Linked DNA regions of Mus musculus: all the other regions are linked to region 2. A link is a contact called in public HiChIP or PLAC-seq data. All regions are on one chromosome and are shown on one strand. Each heading gives the region's core, a stretch centred on a gene start, on an enhancer-like site or on the middle of the called end of the contact. The rest is flanking DNA. Distances are from core to core; before and after follow the strand shown.

Region 1 (3,155 bases), core at 215-2,714, 750 kb after region 2:
AGCCCTAATATTAGGAATCACTGATATTAAAAAGGCCACTTCTACTTTGGAGGAATAATTTAAGCAGAATCAATAATTTGTCTATGAAGACAAGAAAAAAAGACAGTGAAGAATATAGTATATAGCTTTAAGAGCCAAATACTAAGAAACACGGGTTTTATTCCTCTTCTAACTTAGGAAAGCCAAAGTTCTAAGCTTTAAGTTTCTCCTTATACTTTTCTTTTTCCTTCTTTTTTACCATCTTATCATTTCTAGGGGGAGTAAGACACAAACTAGGACAGTTATAGGGTATACCTAAACCAAGAAAGCACACTGGAATTAACACATGAAGATGAGTAATTGAATACTATTAGAGGAAATGTAATTTTTATTCACCTGAAATAATATATCATGGTCTGTGAAAATGGATAAAGTCCGTATCCCTAAAATATATAGCATAAGCTCTAAAACTATATAGTTACTGTCTTTAGAATATCAGAGGGGAATTGTTAGTTATAGCCATAAAAACAAGTAACAAACATGCCTGCCGAGTGCTCTCCTGGGGGGGGTTGGGGGGGGTGCCCAAATGTCCAGGCACTTAGTTAAGTATACCAGAGAAGGATTTCAGAGTCTCTAATATGTAAGGGAAAAAAAAAAAAACTGTTTGATGGCATTTTACTAAACCATTTTCTAAAGTATTAAACATTATTAGAAGCAACAGACTCTAGCGCATCACTATACTTATTTAAACACACATCTGCAATCTATATAAGCATACTATTTTCTATATAAGAAGCAAAGTTCCAAGGTTGTCTCTACCTAAGGTTTTTAGTCAAAATGCAACCAATCCTGCAGAACTACTCACCAATCTTCAAGAAAATCTATTCATGTGTGTTCTATGTACTATATCATTTTTAATTCTGTGATACACATTATTTTACATGAAAAAAAATTAATATTGATAACAAGAAAGTGATTTAAAATTAAATTTACTACTTTCAAGAACACTAAAAACTGCACAGAGCAAAAAAGTAGGCAGTATCGCAACATGAAGTAAGTGCAGGCAGCTGACTTAGATAAGCTGGAGAAAACAGGGGAGGAAATCTAAGTTATAGACAATAGATAATGAAGGAGTTTTAACTAGACTAGCAAATCAGAACAATCAGACAAAAACTGTAAGAGCAGGAATGCACTGAAAGAGTTAAACTACACCAACTTACATGTAAAAGCTTTTATTACTTCTGCTCTAAAAAAGTCTCTAAGACACATGAAAGCCACCGTCCAACACAGAAATATTTAGAAAGCCTGTGCATAAGTTCAAATAAAGATTAAAAAACCATAACCTCCATTTCATCCTAATGCTTGTATTTGTTCTGAATAAATATGATGTGTCACATAAGAGGAAGATTTCTAAGCTTTCTCCTACCTCGGGTTTTTAGTCAAAATGAACGCAAACAATCACGTGGGACTCAGCCAAGCAGTGACGTTAAATTCTGCTCTGTCAGAGACAGCATCTGTCAAGCCCACATTTAAACTGCTGCCTGCCTGTGCAGCACGGAAGAACGGTGCATTTCACATTACAGACCAAAACCCCAGGAAAACAGCTCAAAAATCCTTCCTGCAGCTGCCAGGCAACCACGACGGAGAAAGGCAAAGCCTTTTTTTTTCCCCCAATGCAACTGAAACACTAAACCACAGCTCTGCTGCTTAACATTGCAGCTCAGCGCTATTACTAGAAATATGGATACTGAGAAGAGAATACAGCACTGCATTGTCCAGCCGGGAATACAGCAGATGTAAAGAGCTTCAATGCATCAACTGTCGGAAAGAGTCAACTGTGCACCAAATACAACAGACAGCTACAGCTCTTTTGTTTAGTGAAAGAGAGAAAATGAAAGAAAGGAAAAATCTCTGAAGACTATAAGATATAGACATATGAACAAGAAGGGTAACTTGAAGACACCCCGACAGATGGACACTTTGGATACTGTGAAAAGCAATCACAGGAGGCAGACTGTTGGGGGATGTGCGCATGTTCGATAGCATCGTTTTTTGCTGAAGTGATGGCGTGCCAAAAGTATTTTCAGTAGACATAATCCTCTCCATCTAATGGTCTGACCAAGAAAGAAAGGTATGTTGCTGTCTTGTGTATGATGTTCATTAAATGTGTTTTAATTTCCTAACCATACAGGCACTGATACACTTGATAAACAAGTTCATACAGTCCACTGCCCTTCAAACTATGAAAGGCTTTCTAAATACACGATTTTAAATTTGCCTTTTCTACTAGACAAGCTGTCGTTGCTTTATTCAATTAAATAACTGGGAGTAATTCTGCAGGATTGTAACATTACAAGGAAAACCAAATAGTAACTAGATTTACTGAAAAGAATGTCTGAGAAATTAAACTAAAAAGAAAAAAAAAAAGAGCTCTCTAGCCTTTTTTTTAAAAAAACAGCAATTCTCTAGCAAATTAGGTCAAATTGATTCCTTATCTAATAAATTAAAGCACCTTCTTTAAAATGGTTATCAAGAGACAGTGGGGTAAAATTATATTAAATAGCATAAATATGATCTTATTATCTTGAGGTATTTTTAGAAAATCTCTTCAAAACAAAATCTTAGTTCATAGTAATATATTCTCTGTAATATCTATCTCTTCAGAGAGAGATAGAAACAATTCAGGAGTACATCAGCAAATTTTAAGTGTTACTGAGCTACAAGGAGATACTACAAGTTACAACATTAGCCATCAGATTAAAACGCTAGTGAGTTTATGCAAAGCATAACACCACCACAGTAGTCAGTCACATGTTATTACAGTATCAATGAATACAACTTTAACAAAGAGAGATCAATAGTTGCTCTAAATAGATTGGTGAAACAGGGAGTTTTTAAGTAACAGAGTGATTCTAAATAATCAAGTGTAAGACTGTTCCTGGAGTTAATTATAAAAGTGAAATTAAAAAACTAACATACTTGCAAACTTTATATGCCCCAGTACAGGGGAATACCAGGGCCAAAAAGGGGGAGTGGGTGGGCAGGGGAGTGGGGGTGGGTGGATATGGGGGACTTTTGGTATAGCATTGGAAATGTAAATGAGTTAAATACCTAATAAAAAATGGAAAAAAAAAAACTAACATAAAATAGCTTAATATACAGCACATATTAATAAT
Region 2 (3,340 bases), core at 529-3,028:
TGAAGTTTAGATGGAATGGAATATCAGGACAACTAGGTACACAGAAAGACTTTTTCCAAAATTTCTGAATCCATATCACAACACAGCTGCAGGGTACATAGCAAAGATTAAAAGCAGTCAGAGGCAGAAAGGTCAATTTCTAATGTTTACATAATTCAACAGAATATTTCAACTAAGTTCCAAACATACAGAACAAACTTCTCTACCAGTGACTCTGTTGTTTTCAAACTTAACATTCAAGCTCCATTTTTGCAATTGAAAGTATATATTACACAGCCTTACTAGGGCCTGTGTTCTGTCAGCTAAGCCTACAAGATAACTCAGGAAGGTAAGCTTGTGTTTTCAAGTTCTCTGCTACTCCCTACACAGTGAAGAAACCATACCATAGCCCACACAAATATACTACAATTTCTCAAACTGGACTCAGAATAGTTCTCTTATGGGAAATACATCCTCACTTCTCTTTCCAGTCCAGTAATTCCAAATATTCGCCAAACGTACAGGAAACTGGGAGCGCTGATTATCAGTTAGTTGGGACCCCAATGTCTAGTGCTATTCAAAGTCATTACTATTTTCTAACTCCTTCCACATTCTTTTTAGTCCTGCCTCTTACTCCCATCTTTCTTCCTTTTCCATCCTATGCCAAGAACATGGCCATGATTCTACCAATTCAGGCGATGATCTTCTGTTCTCCACTTCCTTTTTCTCTGCAGACTCAAGACAAAAGTCCCAACAAGAGCACTGTGCTAACAAAGTTTGATAAGACAGTTAGATTATACCTTGAATGTAAAGATAAGTCAGCAAGTCACATTTTGCCATAGAGAAAATTTTTCGTCAGTAATAGGCAGTTTGCAATATCTGCACTTTCTTCTCTCTTAATACCTTTCTCCCACCATGGTTCTATACATGCAAATGGAACAGTGGTGTAGTTCCCATAAAAGTCTTCCCCATAAACATGTGTAGCCAGGACCTAACTTGCATATTCCTACTTCCACTTTCAGCTGATCTCTGCCCCTCCTTGGCAAATACTGTTTCACATTTTGAATTGTATATTGAAAAACACAATCTACCTTTGCATTTACAGAATAGGAAAAATTATGTGTGGATACATTTTTTGGATCTAGCATGTCAAGTCTTGATAACTAGCCTTTCCATTTCAGAAAGGGCAGGAATGAATAGGTGAATGTGAAATTGACTCATTCCAAGTCAAGTCTAGAGAACCAAGACTAGGTCTGATCAAATATTACAGGTACTTCAGGGCCTGAGATAGAAACTGTGGAACTCAAATTCATGCTATATAATCTTGGAAAACTTATAAACTTGCTGCTGAAATAAACAGACTTAGAGACAAAAAGTCTCTATTCTAAAGAGGTAGGTTTTCAGATGTTAGAGATTAACTTGTGAATAGTTTGTTGAGTAGATTTTTTCCCTCAGATACTAAGGTTGTTTTGTGTAAAGTAGCAGGATTTGTAAGAAATACGGTACTGCTCCACTCTCCTAAAGCATCTCACCGCTTACACATGCAAGCTTCTGTTCATGCTTCATGTTTTCTCTTTAATACTTTTAACCTCTCCACCTTAGATGTCCCCATGGCCCCAGCATTTGCTCATTTCTTACTCTTAAAATACATAAGCAGGCTCTTGATATTTTATTTCCCCTTTAACATTTGCTCTCTCTCTCCTTTGTGGTAAAATTTCAGAGAATTTCTTGCCTCCTCACTTCTGCTTTTGGAAATTCATTGAACTGTGGTTTCTCTTCCTGCTACTGGGCTGGTTCTGTTGCCACAGAGAGCCCAACCTCATTGCTAACTATTTCAGGCATCATCTCATTGACTGAGCAAGCTTAGAGTGCTGGCCATTCATTTTGTTTCTGAACAGTCCTCCTTCCCCCAAGTGTCTTTCTTATGAGTCTCTACTTTCCTTCCACTTTTCAATTTTTTAAGGAATATTTTCAAGATTTTGTTTTTCCATCTACTTTGAGTATGCTTTGGGGTAATCCATCCCTCAACCTCTATTATCTTCTGACCATTAATGTTTCTGCAAAATTCATGTTTAAATTTACTAATTAGTGAAATAAGATTAGAAGTGGGGCCTTAGAAATTTTTCAGCTCCTGAGGGTGTTTCTCTATGAAAAACATCAGTATCTTTCCAGAGTGACTTCACACAGCCCTAGACCTTCTTTGTCCTGCCAACAGATGAAAACACAATTCACCTTTCAAAGGAGAAAACACTAAATTTCCAGTTTGAAAACATAGACTATGACCTCACCAGTCACTGAATCCACAAGTGCCTACATCTTCACAGTCTCATGAATGAGCAATAATATCTTTTGTTTAAAAATCTGAGTTTTAACTATTTTGTATGTTTCCACATGAATTGTGAATCTCAAACACCAACCCCAATTCCATGTTTCAACGAGAGAGACACATAAGAAGGCAATACTAATATTCAAATTCTGCTCCACTACTTTTTGTCCACATAAACTAAGCTATCTAGGCCTCAACCCTAGGGCTCATCATAAAATGATGATAACAGATAATGCTTAGGTAACAAACAGCTCAGAGGAAAATTTATGAGTTATAATTTTGTATTGCACATAATAGCTACACTTGGACATTTCATGTAACTGATTTAGATTTCTAACTTGACTCATCACCTCTGCATTTATTTTTAGGCCACTCTGACCTTCACTGAGAGCCAAGCACTGGTTCAGTTATTTTAGTCGAGGTATCAGGCAACTTGTACATTCATTTGTGCAATGGGAAATAAGCTAAAAAAATATTGGCATCTCCCTTAAGATATCTTCCCATAATAACCTATCTGACAGTGGTTTATCCCTTGAATTAATTTACCACTGGGCATGTCATTTATATTTCTCTTTAAATAATTCCATTCTTCTTTACTCAAAATTGATTCTACCTCTATGAAGATATGTTCATTATTAGGAAAAAAATAAACCTTTTCTTGAAATCTTTTTATCATTTTTTTCTCAACAATAGTGTTAACACAAAAACAATATACTTAGTACTGAGCATTCAAAGAGTCCAGAGTGACTATCCAATTTTCTTAAGACCCCATAAGACAAAGAAAATGTTAGTTGCTCACAGTAAAGAAAAGGGCAATGATGACATAGAGATAGAAGAACAATGCAGGGTAAGACCACCGAGCAAGAGAGAGTTCCTAAGCCCCAGGTACACGAAGAGTGCTAACCTGAGTTCTGTCTCAGCAATGAAAGTAAAGCTGGGTGCTATGGAGGAGAGGAGCAACTAAACAGAGTTGCTAGTATAAACATATGGAACATTTCCTCAAATTATTTTTATTTTCTCAGTGACGTAGCTGAA
Region 3 (2,973 bases), core at 19-2,518, 810 kb after region 2:
CTCAAAGGATTCTTCAACTTGACCCTCTGTGATTTCCTGAACGACTTACATCCACGGCATCCATGGAACAATAATCACAAATGGTTTTGTTTTGTTTTTCCTTTGAAGGCTCTTCCTGAAGAGCACACAGGATCAATTTCTCAGACCCGTATGTAAAGCTCACTGCTTTTCCCCCGGTCTCACTGCATTTCCCCGGTAACTTTCTCCCCAACAAAGTCCTGCTTTCAGCTCCAATACTGTTTCAGCAAACTTCCAAACTCTCCTAATCGTCCCTTAACTCTAAGTGATAGCTGTCTATTCCTTTTTTTTTTTCTCCCCCAACCCCTCTTGAGGAATAACATCAACCTACCCCTATTATGAAAAAAGAAAAAAAAGAAAATTGCCGAGGCGCTCGAGGAGCCAAAGAAGACAGTTGCAACACATGGCAGGCTCTGGGAGATTACAAAAAAAAAAAAAACCTAAGAACAAAAAGCGACTCGGTGGCCGGCAGATGCTGCGATCGATCGCTGTCCTTCTACACCTCCGTCCAGGTAGCCGTGCACCAGCCCCACACGGCGCGGACAACCTGTACACACTCCACGCCAACTGGCAAGTCGGAAACTCCCATGGTACCTTTCCCTTCGGCTTCTCCAACACAGAGAAGACTTGACCGCTCTAGAATCCGCTCCACTTCTTCCCTCCTCGCCCTAAAAGTACAACTTCTTCTCCAGAGAATAACTTTTTCCCCAGAGCACCCATTTTTTTTTCTCCCCCCTCTCATCCCTGAGGGACTCCGAGGAGGACAGGGAGGAGGGCTTTAGGGAAAGAGGTCGCCCGGGGGCGCCCGATGCTGCCCCGCCACCACTAGGCCACAGCCACGCCGCACTCACCCCCAAACTACATAGTTGGTCTTCACATTCTTGGGCCAGGAGAACTCCCCGAAGATCACTTCATCCCCCTTGACCACGATCTCCTTCTTCTGGATGTTGTACTGTCGCAGGACGCTGAGCACGTCCGCCATCTTCGCCCCCCTCGCTGCTGCCGCCGCCGCCGCCGCGGGCCCCGGGCCCCGCCGTCGCCGCCGCGCCTGCCGCCTCCTTCCCCCGTCGCCTCGCCCTCTTCCCCCCGCCGCCGCCGCCGCCGCCGCGAACCAACAGCCGCCACACTCAACAGCCGGCCGCGTCTACGACAGCAGCACGGGCAGAAGCCACCCAGGCCGCCGAGGACCCCGCGCTATATAAGGCAAGGCCCCGCCGCGGGCTGCCCGCGGAGAACGCCTGACTGACCCACGCTCCGCCGGGGCCGCGGGCCGCCGCCAGGGGGCGCCGTGGCCGCCCGAGCACACGCGCCACCCAGACGCCCGCGGGGCGCGCCGCCGACTTCGGGAAACGGGGAGCGGGCCTCGGCGCTCCGCGTGTGCGGCGCCCTAGCGGAACCGGGCCCCGGTGCGGTCTCAAGGCTCGCACGGGGCGAGCGACAGGTGCGCGCGCACCTGCTGGGCGCTTCCGCGCTTTTCAATCCCAGAGCGCGCGCCGCCGCCGGGTGATTTAAACTTTCCCTGCGCCAGGCTCCGCTTCCCTCCCTTGAACCCCAGGACTACCTTTCTGTCTGCATCGGAGCCCCACCGCACTCTGCGACATAGGTCCCCATGGTCAGGAACAGCTCCTAGGGAAAGCTGGAGCTTTGAAATGTGGACGTTTTCAAGTTTAGGCTGGATTTTAATAAGGGGTGTATTTGCAAAGAGGAAAAGAAGAGTTAGGTGGAGGACAATTCTTGCCCCGTTTGTTAGTCTCTGGTCTCCTAACATCGTTTGATTGGTAGACAGAATAAAATTAATCAGAGAAAAAGCTGAAAGCATCCCAACGCGTCGACGAAGGACCATTCATTGTTGACTCGTCCCCCTCCTTTCCTTGGAAACAACTTTTTCCATCCCCTCAGCTTCTCCCGGGTAATCACAAAAAAAGCCTCAAGTGATTTCAGGTTATGAATGGAAGAAATACTCCTTCAGAAACCTCAAGCTGTGAATTAGAACACTTTTTCAGACGAACAGACTTTTAAGTGGTACTCAAAAGGCTTACCGGTGCCTTTATGATTATGGGAACCTAGAAATCAATTCTGCATACTATTCATGGCCTGTGTACTTTAAACATATACTTCAAGCCTAATATTTCTTTTTCACTCTTTGTGAGAAGGAGGCACACTTTGTTACTTATAAAAACAAATACTTTGGTCTGTTTTTTTTTGGGGGGGGGGACTTTTGTTATGTGTGACAAAGTGTAATTTGGGTATAGAAAGAAGTATGAGGTTAAAAAAATGTCTGCTCCACAAATGTCTTTCTCCCGTCAATGTGTCTCAGAACCTCACTGCAAATGCAGGTTATAAAGAACTGACTGTGCTTGTCTGTCCCTTTCACATCTCTGAACTTATGCCTATATCACAGCATCCAGTATTTCCTTGTCCCCTTTGTTTGCTTCTCTACCTCCTAGGAGATGAACCGACTGTATGACATGAGATGAACCGACTGTATGACATGTAGTATATATTGGTCATATGTACTATACTTGGTACAGTGACAGCTCCTAGAACGATGTTGTAGTAAGTGAAAAGATAAAGGCTCCAAGTAAAGTCTGGGTAATAAATGCATAGGTAGGTTTCATGGAGTTAAGAGAGTCAACAATAGTTTTTATGAATTTTAATTCATATACAAATCATTTCCAACCAATTTCTCTTTTTGATTAATTTATGTTTTTAAGGTTAATGATCCTTAAACTCAACGTTGTAAGATACATGGTTAGTAATTTATAGTGTATAGCAGTTAAAGCACGGAAGTTCTACTTTGTTTTTGTTATATAAATTCCCTTAAATTGTCCCTCTCATGTTAAGTCAAGAAGGTCAAAATCTAATAAAAGATAATAGTAGTTGTAGAACTAAAGATTCGGGAAAGTAACTAAAAATTATATTCAAAATAGTTTTATTGCTGGGCAGTGGTGGCGC
Region 4 (3,101 bases), core at 310-2,809, 850 kb after region 2:
GCGCCCTCTTGCTTACTTACAATCCCAAGTGTGGACAAAAAGTATTCTTCTTATAGCTATCTCAGGAAACAAGCTAAGTCGGAAAGTATCAGTCTAGCTCAATGCATGATGCTTATCTCAGGCATAATGTTGTTAGTACTTGCATGCTGATGTTTTTTAAAAGAGCAACTGCTCACTACAAATCTCATTTACAGTATATTAAAATTAAATTGCGCAGAAGACATGGTAGTGAATGGTATCCCAGCATTTAAGAGATGGTGCTGGAGGATTGTAAAATTGAGACGCATGGGGATAAACAATGTATCTCTAGAAAGAGGGAGGGGTTTACATTGTTTCCCTTAATTGAGCCAGAGGTAAATTGTTCTTCAAAAGTTCTACTTCAAAACAAACAACAAAAGCCACAGTAACTTTCCTAAGTCGCTATCTCTTGGTAAAATTATTTTATATAGCAAACTTTGATTTTCAAAGTAAATTTGGGCTTTATGAAAAAAAAAACATGTTATGCCCCTGGGAGATTTGTTTTTGCAATTAACTTGATGATTATGAAAATCTTTTATGATTTGATGATATACAGACCAAGGGAAGTAAAAAAAGAGCAACCATAAACAGAAGTTCTAATTTTGTACCTTGGCAACATGAATCTTAAGTTTGGGTTCAGCATGGAGGCTCAAGAAAGGTATGGATAAGCCGGGCGTGGTGGCGCACGCCTTTAATCCCAGCACTGGGGAGGCAGAGGCAGGCGGATTTCTGAGTTCGAGGCCAGCCTGCTCTACAAAGTGAGTTCCAGGACAGCCAGGACTATACAGAGAAACCCTGTCTCGAAAAACTAAAAAAAAAAAAAAAAAAAAAAAGGTATGGATAGTTTCAACGATTGTTCATAGTTTTAGATACACCATTAGACCTTGGCTTTCAGTTTCAGTATCCTCAGTGTATAGAGCTAAGGGCGGATCCCCCTGAACTTATGAAAACACGTACAAAGGGCTATTATTACCGTCACTGAGAGGCTTGGATAGGTTTGTCATTAGGAGCTGCGGCAGCCATGGCTGTTAAAGCCATGATGAACTGTCTCTGGGCTAATTCGTTTCCTAATTTCAGTTTATTTTAAAAACACCACCTTGCTTTCTTCGGAAAGAACGTTAAACATTGGACCGCCTGTGTTTTTCACTTTCTGAGTACAATTCAACCTGCCTATGGACTCCGGATCAATAAATTAATCTTAAGATGACATTCCGGTCCGGTCCATCTTTCACATCCTAAACCTGTCTGACCAGAGGTGGTGACTGACCTACCTACCACCCTCAGGTAAACACCGGGCCACCACCCTGCCTCGAGTAATTTTTCTTGTGGCTCTCCCTAAGCCTCTTTCTTAATCCTGAATGCGGGCGTGAGGAGCTCGGGAGAACTCGGTAGAGATCGGAAGAACTCGGCAGGCAGGTGAGTGCCTCGCTCTACCGCCGAGGATGCGAACCTGCAGGCTCGCGGGCACGCGGGCGCGTGGGCGCGCGGAGACGGGGGAGCCAGGAAGCGCGGCGAGCCCGGCGGCGGCGCGGACAGCCCGATGGGGCGGAGCGAGGCCGCCGGAGGGGCGGGCTTCCATCGTCGTGGTCGCGATCGCCTGCTGCTCTCCCGGAGGCTGCCGGGGACCTTTGGCTATGTCCTGGCGCCGCGCGGCTTCGGTGGGGAGGCGGCTGGTGGCGAGCGGGAGGATCTTGGCGGGGCGGCGTGGCGCGGCTGGAGCTGCGGGCTCGGGGTACGCGGCGGGGCGGGCCGGGCCTGCGGGGCTTGTGGATCCCTGCGGTAGTGTTAGTGTGGACCCAGCCGGCTTGGGGGACAAACAACAGACGTCCTAGTCTGAGCTTAACAAATACAGCATGTGGTTTTAACTCAGCGTAGACCTGGATGGCCCTGAAAAGAGACTCCCCTGCTTGTGGGAACTTATATTGAACTTATATTATCGTTCTTAGATTGATTGTAAGTCTTTGCTATCCTGTCGCAGGATGTGAACTTGACTCATGCTTTTAAATGCCCAAGGCTTTGCAGCTAGTAACTCTGGCATCCTGTAGATGTGGTTTCTGGCTTGATGGGAGCATTGCTTTCCCTGGCTTCCTTCCTTAGCATAACCCTGGGCTGGCATACCAGTGATGGCCAATCAGGCCTGGCCTAGGCAGCTGTCAAGACGTCTGTCTCAACATCCTATACTCCCCTGTCTTCCAGGGAGACTTACTTTCTGAAAGCGCTGGTCACGTGATGTTAACCATTTGCCAGATCATTAGGACTGTTTCCTATTGGAGATATCTGGTGTATATCCTGCTTTGCCCACCTACCACCTCTTAGTAGATGTTTCATAAATGGAGCGCGACTAGTTGGTGCTTTATCAGTGTTGAGGTATTTCATTGGGCATTTATGCGGTGCCTGCCCCTTTCCTTAATAGGAAAGCTAAACCAGAAATCGAAGGGACTGCCTTAAGAAAGGTAGGGGTGCTTTTTTTGGAGCTTTTTCTTTGGCAGGGAATATGCCTCTTTGGTCTTTTTTTTTTTTTTTTTGGTTTTTCGAGACAGGGTTTCTCTGTATAGCCCTGGCTGTCCTGGAGCTCACTTTGTAGACCAGGCTGGCCTCGAACTCAGAAATCCGCCTGCCTCTGCCTCCCGAGTGCTGGGATTAAAGACGTGCGCCACCACACCCGGCTGGTCCTCTTAATTTCTTAGAAAAGCTCACCCGTCGTAAATGCCACATAGGTTTAAGGAGGTGGTAAATGCTAGATTAGAGATTTTGTTTTTAGCGTTGAAAACCCAAATAGACTGGATTGATGCCATCCAGCGTTCTTCCAGGCCAAAGCCATCTGGCACTTTCCTACTGCTTTGAACTTCACAAACCCTGCTAGCATTTTTTTTTTTTTTTTTTCTCAAAGCTGCCTCCCACAAAGTAGGGAGCAGTCTTCCAAGCTTCTTACCCCCTCCTACCCTCTCTCTACCTGGAAAAAGCACAGATAGTTGCAATGATTCCTGTCTCTAACTCATCTTTGTTGTTACGGAAGGTGATGCTTGTTGCAAGCTTATTTGAAGTGGTACAGAGTGACCAAGTAGAGCAGATATTCATCATCC

What was found. HiChIP or PLAC-seq counts read pairs in DNA pulled down with a chosen protein or histone mark.
Region 1: a RAD21 HiChIP or PLAC-seq map of pro-B cells shows a contact between it and region 2, with 4 times the contacts expected there. The contact joins the promoter of B3galt2 here to the enhancer-like site in region 2. A contact is called at or near these places in 7 of 39 promoter capture datasets (the C10 cell line, the HPC-7 cell line, cranial neural crest and 3 more), 1 of 15 datasets of contacts at CTCF or cohesin (pro-B cells), 3 of 484 Hi-C or Micro-C datasets (the C10 cell line, cerebral cortex and macrophages) and 3 of 115 datasets of contacts at active chromatin or transcription factors (astrocytes, bone marrow-derived dendritic cells and large pre-B cells).
Region 3: an H3K4me3 HiChIP or PLAC-seq map of the 230-238 cell line shows a contact between it and region 2, with 9 times the contacts expected there. The contact joins the promoter of Cdc73 here to the enhancer-like site in region 2. A contact is called at or near these places in 1 of 39 promoter capture datasets (the C10 cell line) and 3 of 115 datasets of contacts at active chromatin or transcription factors (the 230-238 cell line and large pre-B cells).
Region 4: an H3K4me3 HiChIP or PLAC-seq map of bone marrow-derived macrophages shows a contact between it and region 2, with 5 times the contacts expected there. The contact joins the promoter of Glrx2 here to the enhancer-like site in region 2. A contact is called at or near these places in 1 of 39 promoter capture datasets (liver) and 2 of 115 datasets of contacts at active chromatin or transcription factors (bone marrow-derived macrophages and large pre-B cells).

The regions. Positions count from the first base shown.
Region 1 is chr1:143,639,233-143,642,387 of GRCm38.p6, forward strand. It overlaps B3galt2 (UDP-Gal:betaGlcNAc beta 1,3-galactosyltransferase, polypeptide 2), which reads left to right and starts at 1,465. Exons shown (of 2, transcript NM_020025.4): 1 at 1,465-2,110. All of the region lies in intron 10 of Cdc73 (cell division cycle 73, Paf1/RNA polymerase II complex component), which reads right to left.
Region 2 is chr1:142,892,608-142,895,947 of GRCm38.p6, forward strand. No RefSeq gene overlaps it. Among named protein-coding and RNA genes, the nearest start is that of Gm35244, 450 kb to the right of the region's middle. Within about 2 kb of position 1,779, at least 46 of the 459 cell types and tissues checked have an H3K27ac peak or open chromatin away from gene starts, as enhancers often do. A contact at or near this core is called in the 230-238 cell line, bone marrow-derived dendritic cells, bone marrow-derived macrophages and 1 more, where this site is marked.
Region 3 is chr1:143,701,625-143,704,597 of GRCm38.p6, forward strand. It overlaps Cdc73 (cell division cycle 73, Paf1/RNA polymerase II complex component), which reads right to left and starts at 1,269. Exons shown (of 17, transcript NM_145991.2): 1 at 870-1,269. The coding sequence starts at 1,000.
Region 4 is chr1:143,738,009-143,741,109 of GRCm38.p6, forward strand. Glrx2 (glutaredoxin 2 (thioltransferase)) reads left to right here and starts at 1,560. Exons shown (of 4, transcript NM_001038592.1): 1 at 1,560-1,750. The coding sequence starts at 1,653. Gm46161 (a long non-coding RNA gene) reads right to left here and starts at 1,158. Exons shown (of 2, transcript XR_001779472.2): 1 at 992-1,158.